Linked DNA regions of Oncorhynchus mykiss: region 1 is linked to region 2. The links are chromatin contacts, called in public Hi-C maps. All regions are on one chromosome and are shown on one strand. Each heading gives the region's core, a stretch centred on a gene start, on an enhancer-like site or on the middle of the called end of the contact. The rest is flanking DNA. Distances are from core to core; before and after follow the strand shown.

Region 1 (5,368 bases), core at 2,715-5,214, 62 kb before region 2:
CACTTGGGCCCTGCCTCCCCCCCCACACACACACACATACACACACACACACACAACACATAAAATGAATTGTTTGTTTGCATGATGTTGGTATCTTATACCTTTTAAAAAATAAAAAATAATAATAAATAATCAAGAACCTCAGATGTTTTTATGTGGCCATTTTCTGTGAAGCAATGCAGCTTGTGGAATGGATGTATTGCCAAACTTGTGCTACATACTTTTTGTCACTAGATGGGAGTCCTGGGTTGCTGTTCTGTTTCAAAGGGCCTGATTCTGTGCCCCACACTCTTCCCCTTCACAGATTAAATTACTGTGAATAAAAGGGAGAAGTTAGTTAGATCCATTATGGACCAGCATCATTGCTCTGCTTAGCTGCATAGACCGATGCACACTCCTGTATTACTGTCGAAGCTTTCCTCAGATTAAGAATTAAGAATAGACTGGTGGTTATTCATTCAAATGAGCCTGCAATATAGCAACACTAAAAATAGCAGCTGCCCCCTTCCTATACACTCCCAACCCCCACCTCACAGATGTGTCCTTTCTTTCTTTCGTTCTTTTGTTCTTTTCTTGTTCAAATCCATTTCCGTCAAAGAGATAATGCTATTATGAAAATGTTCTAGAACAAAAAGGGGAACAACATCCAACATATCTGCTACCTCCCCGTTTTAATATCCAGAAGTGTGTCAAAAAAATATTACCTCACAGTTCATTCTCCACAATAATACTGTATATGGGCTTTATTCAAAGTGTATTCTTGGATTGATTAATCGAGCATAACCGTGATTCTGAAATACATCACATTACCATAACCCTCATTACCATAATCTGCATAGTGAAAGTGAATTTGTCTTTTTACACTAATGCGACCTGCATCAACAATTTTAAAAAGACAACGAAAGAGGATCTGTGCTGTGTACATGTTCTCAGTCTATGAAATAAAGCACACATCATCATGATGACACTGCACCACAGTCTATCACCACAGCCACAATGGCATTGGGATTAGCTAGTGTCAGAGTCTTGTTACATGGACTCAGACTGATGGAGTCATAGTCACAGCGGAGTTACAGTAAATGTGATCATCGGTGCCTATGAGAACTGGGTGAGAGGGACATGTGTGACCGTAGCAGAGACCAAAAGAGCGGCGCAATTATTCAAACCGCATCTCATAGCAACTTTGATAATTCTACCTACATGTACATATTACCCCAATTACCCCGACTAACCCGTGCCCCCGCACATTGACTCTGTACCGGTACCGTCTTTATATAGCGTCGCTATTGTTATTTTACTGCTGCTAATTATTTGTTACTTGTATTTCTTATTTTGGTATTCTTCTTAAAACTGCATGGTCGGTTAAGGGCTTGTAAGTAAGCATTTCACTGTAAGGTCGACACCTGTTGTATTCAGCGCATGTGACAAATACAATTTTATTTGATTTATATCTAATGTGCTAATGAAAAGCAATGATTTAATGTGCGCAGGAAATGGATTGTAAAGCATGGGGTTGTGCATGGGTTGTGAACGTTTGAACACAATGGGATCCAAGTTTGCTGTCTATATCCTCCATACAATAGTACTCATTACTGTAAGTAATCTGCTGATTAAATGTATGCAAACGTACAAAGCATAGGTTAGGAAGGTGGTTGTCAGTGAGACCACAGAGTGAGAAACAAAGTTTCCTCCATACAAAAGCCCTGTGGTGGGGTCGCGATGCTGACCCCTCATCCATTCCTCTGAAAAGGCATTATGTCCCAACTCAACGCCAGCCACCACCGTGGATCGGGAGCTAAACCAGTCTGTGTCTAATACGCAGAAAGACCGGAGAGGCTAGGTCAGGAAATGTTGTGTGGTGCATAGTCACAGCCCTCTGCCCTCCTCCTCCCAGGGGTTAAGGGTCAGCTGTCAGCAGGCGTGTGTGTGTTCACCTGGATAGTCTAGCACTGCAGTATCGTCAACCCCGGACTCCCTCCCTCCCTCACTCAAACCATGCTCTTTGTACGTAGGACTGCTTTGCCTACGTTGCTGTTACCAGAAGAAAATCCTTAGAATCACACAGAAATGTCTGAGTCCTGTTTAAAAAAAATATTAACATGTTGTAACATTAACATGTTGTAATATTGCAAACGTCAATAAAGAAATTGTTTTTGTTGATTCAGTTAATCAGTTCGATTATGCTGTAATATTTCCTAAAGATGAAGTCTTTAAGGTTTTTGTTATTTGTCTATAACCCAGGAAACTCAATCTCCTTCCAAATAATCTTGGCCCAGGCTAGATTTATGAATAGGAAGTTTATAGGAGGGAATAAGGAAATGTACAGTATATCACAGCCTATAGATAAAGGGATTATTCCACTTTGACCTGGTTTACTGTATGGGAATACAAACACGGCCTGTGTCCTGTTTTTGCAGTGTGACACTGTGTGTCCCATTTCAATTAGGCCATAACAGACTGCTAAACTGCTTTCATCATTTTATATGCTCTCAGTGCAGGCTATAAGAAGGAAATATGTACAACCATACAGTATGGACAACATACAACAACAAAAAACATTGTTTAATACTTATAGCTGAAGAAAAATAACAAAATTGCTATTGATTATTTATTTATTTTATCACCAGAGAGGTCAGGGGCACCATCCACGTTGTGGAGTTTTTACCCTGAGACATCAATCTACAGCTGAATTCCAGGATGATGTGAAATTAATTCAGTTTTACCGGCCCACGGAACAGATGGCTATTTCATTCAGGACTCAGGCTAGTTTTGTTGCCTGGCAATCTCTCCCCAAACCAAATCAGAGACCATAAAGTGTCACTTATGGCCAGTGGAATCTGGTTTTCCACACTAGTCCGGCTGTGAAAATGTCAGGCATCCCTCACAAACCAAGGAGCCTCGGCTCTATTCGCCTCCCAGACACAAACCTCTACGCAAAACAGAAGCTGACTCAAAATGAATTGACGGGTTATATATGATATTAAGCTAAGGGAGTGGGAGGGAAGTCCCCTTTAAAGATATTGGAAATTAAGAATATGAAAGAGGGGAGAGAATTTGCCTTACAATCACTGTTTTGAATGAATAGCTCTGCGTACTGGGCCTACATACAAAATAACAGACAGTCATATATGTGTAAAATAGATATTTCCCTCATTTCAATAAATAATATGGGGAAATATGTTTTGGAAATATTATAAACAGTATTTCCTCAATGTGCAGTAAAAAACACTAAATTGCTGGGAGAATAACATATTTTATTCCCAGACAATCTTTGTGCATGTATGTATATTTTTCAATTAATGTACCAATTCAATATTTTTGTTGATAAACTATCTTTCCCAAAATTGCCTTCTATATTTTCTACCCGAGCCTTTCCACTTTTCGTTACCCTTATCTTCTCTTTCTTTTCTCCCTTTCACCCTCTCTCTCCTCTTCTCTTCTAAGGCGGGAGTTACAGGAACAGCAGCAGGCAGGCAGGCCCCATCACCGGCGGAGCAACACAGGAATGCATTGTATGTGTTAGAAAGGCAGGACAGTCAGGCAAAATAGTCCATAAGTTAACTAAAATCGTCATTTAGTAGATTTTAACCACGATACACACACCCCTGTAAAATCTTGAGTGAAATCCTATTTTCCAGCACCATTTTCCAAGGTGAAATGGCCGGGTATTTTGTTGTTTTCCGGCAAAAAAACACAGTCACACACACACACGCACACACATACACACACACGCACAAGTGAGCCGCGGAGGAATCCTTAAACTTGGCAGTGCGTGCTTCGCCGCTGAAAGCGCACACAGTAAATTGAAGCTAGAATCGCTTCGAAAACCCGGAGTGGGGTTTGATTTTAATCTAACCCAAAAACCCTTTAAAAAGTATGCAAACAAAACTCCAGCGTCACATGTCTTCGGTTTAAATAGTGTCTCAATGTGAGAATTTAAATATATATTTTTCTATTCCCACATTTTAACTGTTAATAAATGCCATATTTGTGTTCATTGAGGGCAGGGCTGGTGTTCTGTACTCCAGACTAGAGCTGATATTTTACCTCATGGAAACAACGCCGGGGAAAGCCTGCCTGCAACACACAGTCGTGAGGTAAAGATACATGTTTAAGTATCAATCTTTATATTTTGCTATAGTAAAGTCAACTGTATTATTTTGTCCATATGCATTCTTATCAAATATTCCAGTCACATGGTAGGCAACATTAATACTGGGATAGAATAGAATACCATATTTTTTTCCAGAGGGAATTTATGTATTACACCAGAAGGGAAAAAAATAAATACAAATGGATTAGTTAATTTGGGTGATCTCCGCCAGATCTCAATCTTCTAATATAGGCTATACAAGCTTGATGGCCAGAACTCCCTGACCATAGATTCTCTATATAGCCAACGATCTATCAGAAAAACAAGACTATATACTCTCTATGATCCATCTGAACCAGCCTGACCCTAAGTCTATCCACGCCAACTTTCTCCACTGTCTGCCCTCTGGCCCGGGAATGCGTCCACTGGCCGGGATTCTTCCCTCAAACAACACTCAAGTATTTGGAATGGGTGACAAAACCAACACACCTCCCTATTGGTCTATTGGTTATCCCTTGCTCCTCTGGCTCCTCTGTTCTCCTCTGTCTGATGCCTCTGTCTGTCCCCATCTGTTTGTCCTCCTCTGTGCGCCGAGCATCAGAGGGGCTGTTGGACAGAGATACAGGCAGCCAGGCTGCAGCACATGTGAGAAAAGAAAAGACAGACCGATTTCAAGGAATGAGGCGGCCTCAGCCAGGACTTTAATCAAACATTGGGGTGCCACTGTGTTCGATGTCAATGTGACACCATTTCAAAGAGATGACATATTAGGGAACACAATAGGGAAAATCACCTCCTGTTGGGTGTTGGGAGTCTCTAAACAAAATTGCCTTTGCCCATGTCTCTGAAAGAGGCTGACAGCAGGGAGGTACATTTAGTTGACATGCAACCAAAATATTTTTGGGGAGGACTTCAAAGAAAATGATTCTCTATCATCACAGACAGGGTCTCTCTTGCTCTCTCTCTCTCGCGCGCTCTCTTTCTCTCACTATCTCTCTTTCTCATCCAGAAAGCTGATCTTAGTCTTTTTACCTCAGAAAATCATTGTGAAAAAGCAGAGCAAGGAGGAGGATTTCATGCAAAATAAACATAGTGGTTCAATTTCAGTCAGTGCCGGTGTAAACGTCAGTAATGGTCACATTTGGAGAGTGGGAAGAACAGCCTTGGAATTATAATGTAGACGAATTGTATCTCTGAATGTTTTCCTGTATCTCTCGATGACATTCATTGGATGATCTGGAGGAAAGGTCAGCTCAGCATTCTGCACTGGGCCTT
Region 2 (4,929 bases), core at 535-3,034:
AGAGCCCCCCCCCCCCCATGCCATGCAACACAAACACACTGGACCATGTGGTAATCTGATGAGAGCCCCCCCCCCCCCCCCCATGCCATGCAACACAAACACACTGGACCATGTGGTAATCTGATGAGAGCCCCCCCCCCCCCCCCCCCCCCCCCATGCCATGCAACACAAACACACTGGACCATGTGGTAATCTGATGAGAGCCCCCCCATGCCATGCAACACAAACACACTGGACCATGTGGTAATCTGACAGAGGCTGATTTTAGATCATTGTTTCCTGGTGACTTGGTGATGCCGGCAGCTAGGCATGCTGAGATGTAGGATTCCCAAAGCCAGCCTGACTCCTCTGTGCACTGTGTGTGCAGCATGGGATTTGAGAGAGGTTTAGCCTCAACACTGCTAAGGTGGTCTCTCTATCTCTCACTGTGAGCCTCTACTACCACTGAGGCTGTGTGGGATTTAGCCCCGTGACGTGTGCCTAAAATGTGTGTATTTCTACTGTGTGTTGCAGCTGGGTCTGGATCTCTGCAGGGCCCCCAGACCCCCCAGTCTACCAGTAGTTCCATGGCGGAGGGGGGGGACCTAAAGCCCCCCACCCCAGCCTCCACTCCTCACAGCCAGATACCCCCCATGCCAGGAGTCAGGTACCTATGATACTCTCTACTACTGTCTCAAAACATCACTCTCTACCACACCTGACAACAATCTCCTACCCTTCCTCCTTCCACCGAAGAAGTGTTGGTAACAAAAACAGAAGAGATTTTTCCATTCAAGGGGAAGCAAACTCAATTAACACAATTGAAAACTCTATTTAGCTTTTTTTTTATTCTGTTGGTAATTAACTCTCTCTTGCTTCCCTATAGGCTGCAGGACCCGTTTGCAGACGGGGGCGACCCGGCGTTTGCCAGACGGAACTCTATGACCCCTAACAGCTACCAGCCTGGGATGGGTGGTCCGGAGATGATGGGGCGCATGGGGCCCTATGAACCCAACAAGGACCCCTTTGGTGGCATGAGGAAAGGTGAGCAGTGGGTTAACTGGTTTTTAGACATTTTATTTGGAGGTCATAGGAAATTGTAGAAGAATACTGTACGAAGACATGGAGTATATTGTCTATCATCCAGTGTGATCATGCGTGGCTCAGCTGGTTAAGACTGTGGCTTTGTGGGTTGTGGTGGGTTCTAACCACCTGCTAAGTGGCCTAGACAGACTTGTCCCATTCAATATTGAGACACTGTTTAGTGTTTAACCAGAACTCTTTGTGTCTCTGCAGCTGGAGAGCAATTCATGACTCCAGCGTTGGGCCCTAACAGTGGTGTGGAGGGGCAGTTCAACAGAGGCCCCCCAGGGCCCATGGTCCCCAACATGCAGATGGGTCAGAGACAACAGTACCCCTATGTACCTGGATATGACAGGAGACAGGAACCAGGGATGGGTCCTGACGGCAGTATGGGTCCTGGAGCCCCCCAGCCCAACCTGATGCCTTCAGGGGCCGATTCGGGGATGTACTCCCCCAGCCGACCCCCACCGGTGCAACGGTCAGTATCTCAAACTGGGCTAAGTCACATAATGGATCTTATACATGTTAAATAATTACTGTATTTTGTCAAGAAGGTGTGGATCTTGGTGTGAGCTTATGTTATCTATTCAAACGTTTACGTTGTCTTATTTTGTGTTTTCTGTCTAGTTTATTTGAGTTAATTTCTGCTGCATTTCAATAGCCAAAGTGTTAGTTTGTTTACCTTGTTGTATGTTGTTTCAGGCATGATTCCTATGGTAATCAGTATCCTGGCCAAGGAGCGCCACCTGGTGGCCCCTACCCCAATCAGCAGCCAGGAATGTTTCCACAGCAACAACCGGTAAGAACATTTTGTCCACTGCTCTCTTTGTATACTCATATCTGCTTCAGAAGCCTTGTAAATGTGGAGTTAAAATGGACTTACATTCATCAGTATAACTTCCATGTAATGAATGTGGGATGAGATATATATTTAACTTGAAATGTATTGAATTCATAATCAATAGTATTCTTTTGATATTGAGATGCTAACAATGTTACTGTCTTCAGAACTATAAGCGGTCTCCAGGCGACGGGGCCTACGGTCCCCCAGCGAAGCGTCACGAGGGGGATGGGATGTACAATGTCCCCTTCAGCGGTCAGCAGCAGCCAGGGCCCCAGCCCCCTGGGGCCCCCCAGGGCCAACAGGACATGTACAATCAGTACAACACAGGTTACCCTGGCTCCGACCGCCGACCACCTGGCCCCCAGGGCCAGTTCCCCTTCCCCTTCGGCCGAGACCGGGGGCCCTCTAGCGGTGTCCCAAACTCCCAGTCCCCCATGCCTCCCCAAATGATGGGCAGCCCAATGCAGGCGGCCCCTGACGGCCCTCAGTGCCCCATGTGGCAGGGACGCAACGAGATGGGCTACCCCAACTACCCCAACCGACAGGGGCCTCCGGGACCTGGCCAGGGGCCCCCCCAGGGGTACCACGGCATGAACCGGTCTGAGGAGATGATGCCAGGGGCAGACCAGCGGATTAACCACGAGGGCCAGTGGCCGGGACACCCCAACCAGAGACAACCCCCCTACGGGCCGGGGGGCTCGGGTCCCCCCATGTCCAGACCTCTGCAGTCCAACTATCAGAGCTCCCAGAACCACATATCCCAGGTGTCCAGTCCTGCCCCCATGCCCCGCCCCATGGAGAGCCGGACGTCCCCCTCCAAGTCACCCTACATGCACTCCGGCATCAAGATGCAGAAGGCGGGGCCCCCCGTGCCTGCTTCCCACATAGGCCAGGCCCCTGTGCAGCCCCCTCTCATCAGGCGGGACATATCCTTCCCCCCAGGGTCGGTGGAGGCCTCCCAACCCATCCTCAAACCCAGAGGAAGACTCACCATGAAAGACATCGGTACGCAAACTTGCCATTTTCAGGACATTAAATGTTAGCAGACCCTTTGCACAAAGTCACTTACATTGGGGTCACTTAGAAATGTCTTTGTTTTTGAAAGAAAAGCACATATTTTGTTCTTTTAAAATAATATCAAATTGATCAGAAATACAGTGTAGACATTGTTAATGTTGTAAATGACTATTGTAGCTGGAAACGGCTGATTTAAATAAAATAAAATAATAATAAAAATAATAGTAATACTTATGGAATATCTACATAGGCGTACAGAGGCCCATTATCTGCAACTATCACTCCTGTGTTCCAATGGCACATTGTGTTAGCTAATCCAAGTTTATAATTTTAAAAGGCTAATTGATCACTAGAAAACCCTTTTGCAATTATGTTAGCACTGCTGAAAACTGTTGTACTGATTAAAGAAGCGATACAACTGGCCTTCTTTAGATTAGTTGAGTATCTTGAGCATCAGCATTTGTGGGTTTGATTACAGGCTCAAACTTGCCAGAAACAAAGAACTTTCTTCTGAAACTTGTCAGTCTATTCTTGTTCTGAGAAATGAAGGCTTCCATGCAAGAAATTGCCAAGAAAATGAAGATCTCGTACAACGCTGTGTACTTCACAGAACAGCGCAAACTCGCCTCTTCACTGTTGCCGTTGAGGCTGGTGTTTTGCGGGTACTATTTAATGAAGCTGCCAGTTGAGGACTTGTGAGGCGTCTGTTGCTCAAACTAGACACTCAAGTACTTGTCCTCTTGCTCATTTGTGCACCGGGGCCTCCCACTCATTCTGTTCTAGTTGGAGACAGTTTGCGCTGTTCTGTGAAGGGAGAAGTACACAGTGTTGTATGATATCTTCAGTTTCTTGGCAGTTTCTCTCATGGAATAGCCTTCATTTTTCAGAACAAGAATAGACTGACAAGTTTCAGAAGTAAGTTCTTTGTTTCTGGCCATTTGAGCCTGTAATCGAACCCACAAATGCTGACGCTCCAGATACTCATTTACTCCAAAAAAAAAGGCCAGTTTTATTGCTTCTTTAATCAGAACAACAGTTTTCAGCTGTGCTGCTAACATTGTAAAAGGTTTTTCTAATGATCAATTCGCTTTTTAAAATGATAAACTTGGATTCGCTAACACGTGCCATTGGAACACAGGAGTGATAGTTGCTGATATTGGGCCTCTGTAGATACACCATTAAAAATCAGCAGTTTCCAGCTACAATAGTCATTTACAACATTAACAATGTCTACACTGTATTTCTGATCAATTTGATGTTACTGTAATGGATAAAAAAAGGTCTGTAATGCTAGTAAAGTGGTACCATCCTCCTGTATCAGTCACTGATGTATTTTCTGCTGTGTTCTCTCAGGCACCCCAGAGGCCTGGAGAGTGATGATGTCACTGAAGTCAGGCTTACTAGCTGAGAGCACTTGGGCCTTGGACACCATTAATATTCTACTGTATGATGACAACAGCATTTCTACTTTCAACCTCTGCCAGGTGAGTTACAACAGGCCTTAGAATGAAACATTTTAACCAGATGATAGTGTTTTTCTTTAAGAAGCATTCTAATAAAACTTTCAAATATCTATGTATTGTCTGACATTATCCTCCAATCAGATGTTCTAGGTTGTCACATCTCTGAATAAAGAATTAATGCATGATTACAGCCTGTCCTGTCATATCCTGTCTCCTCTCAGCTGCCTGGGTTCCTGGAGCTGGTAGTGGAGTATTTCAGACGCTGCCTCATCGAGATCTTTGGCATCCTGAAGGAGTATGAGGTGGGAGACCCTGGCCAGAGGATGCTCATCGACCCGCATACTGCTGACGAAGACTGCTCTGATGAAGAGCTACCTGAGCAGGAGGACATGGAGGAGGACGAGGAAGAAGAAGAGGATGACGAAGAGGAGGAGGAGGAGAGGAAAAGCAACACAGACACCACCACCTCGTCGCAGCAGGTCCAGGTGAAACAGGAGGGGGTGGGGAAAGAGGAGAAATCTACAACGGAGAAGTTGACAGCAG

What was found. A called contact is a pair of places that touch in the nucleus more often than the background predicts.
Region 1: a contact with region 2 is called in a Hi-C map of liver, with 8 times the contacts expected there. The contact joins the promoter of LOC110488185 here to the enhancer-like site in region 2. A contact is called at or near these places in 3 of 3 Hi-C or Micro-C datasets (blood and liver).

Annotation. Positions count from the first base shown.
Region 1 is chr32:26,660,474-26,665,841 of USDA_OmykA_1.1, reverse strand. LOC110488185 (AT-rich interactive domain-containing protein 1A) reads left to right here and starts at 3,964. Exons shown (of 19, transcript XM_036971647.1): 1 at 3,964-4,097.
Region 2 is chr32:26,597,171-26,602,099 of USDA_OmykA_1.1, reverse strand. LOC110488185 (AT-rich interactive domain-containing protein 1A) reads left to right here. Exons shown (of 19, transcript XM_036971647.1): 13 at 514-646; 14 at 866-1,023; 15 at 1,276-1,540; 16 at 1,765-1,861; 17 at 2,071-2,911; 18 at 4,277-4,407; 19 at 4,608-4,929. Among protein-coding and RNA genes, the nearest start is that of zdhhc18b, 16 kb to the right of the region's middle. Within about 2 kb of position 1,784, at least 1 of the 11 cell types and tissues checked has an H3K27ac peak or open chromatin away from gene starts, as enhancers often do. A contact at or near this core is called in liver, where this site is marked.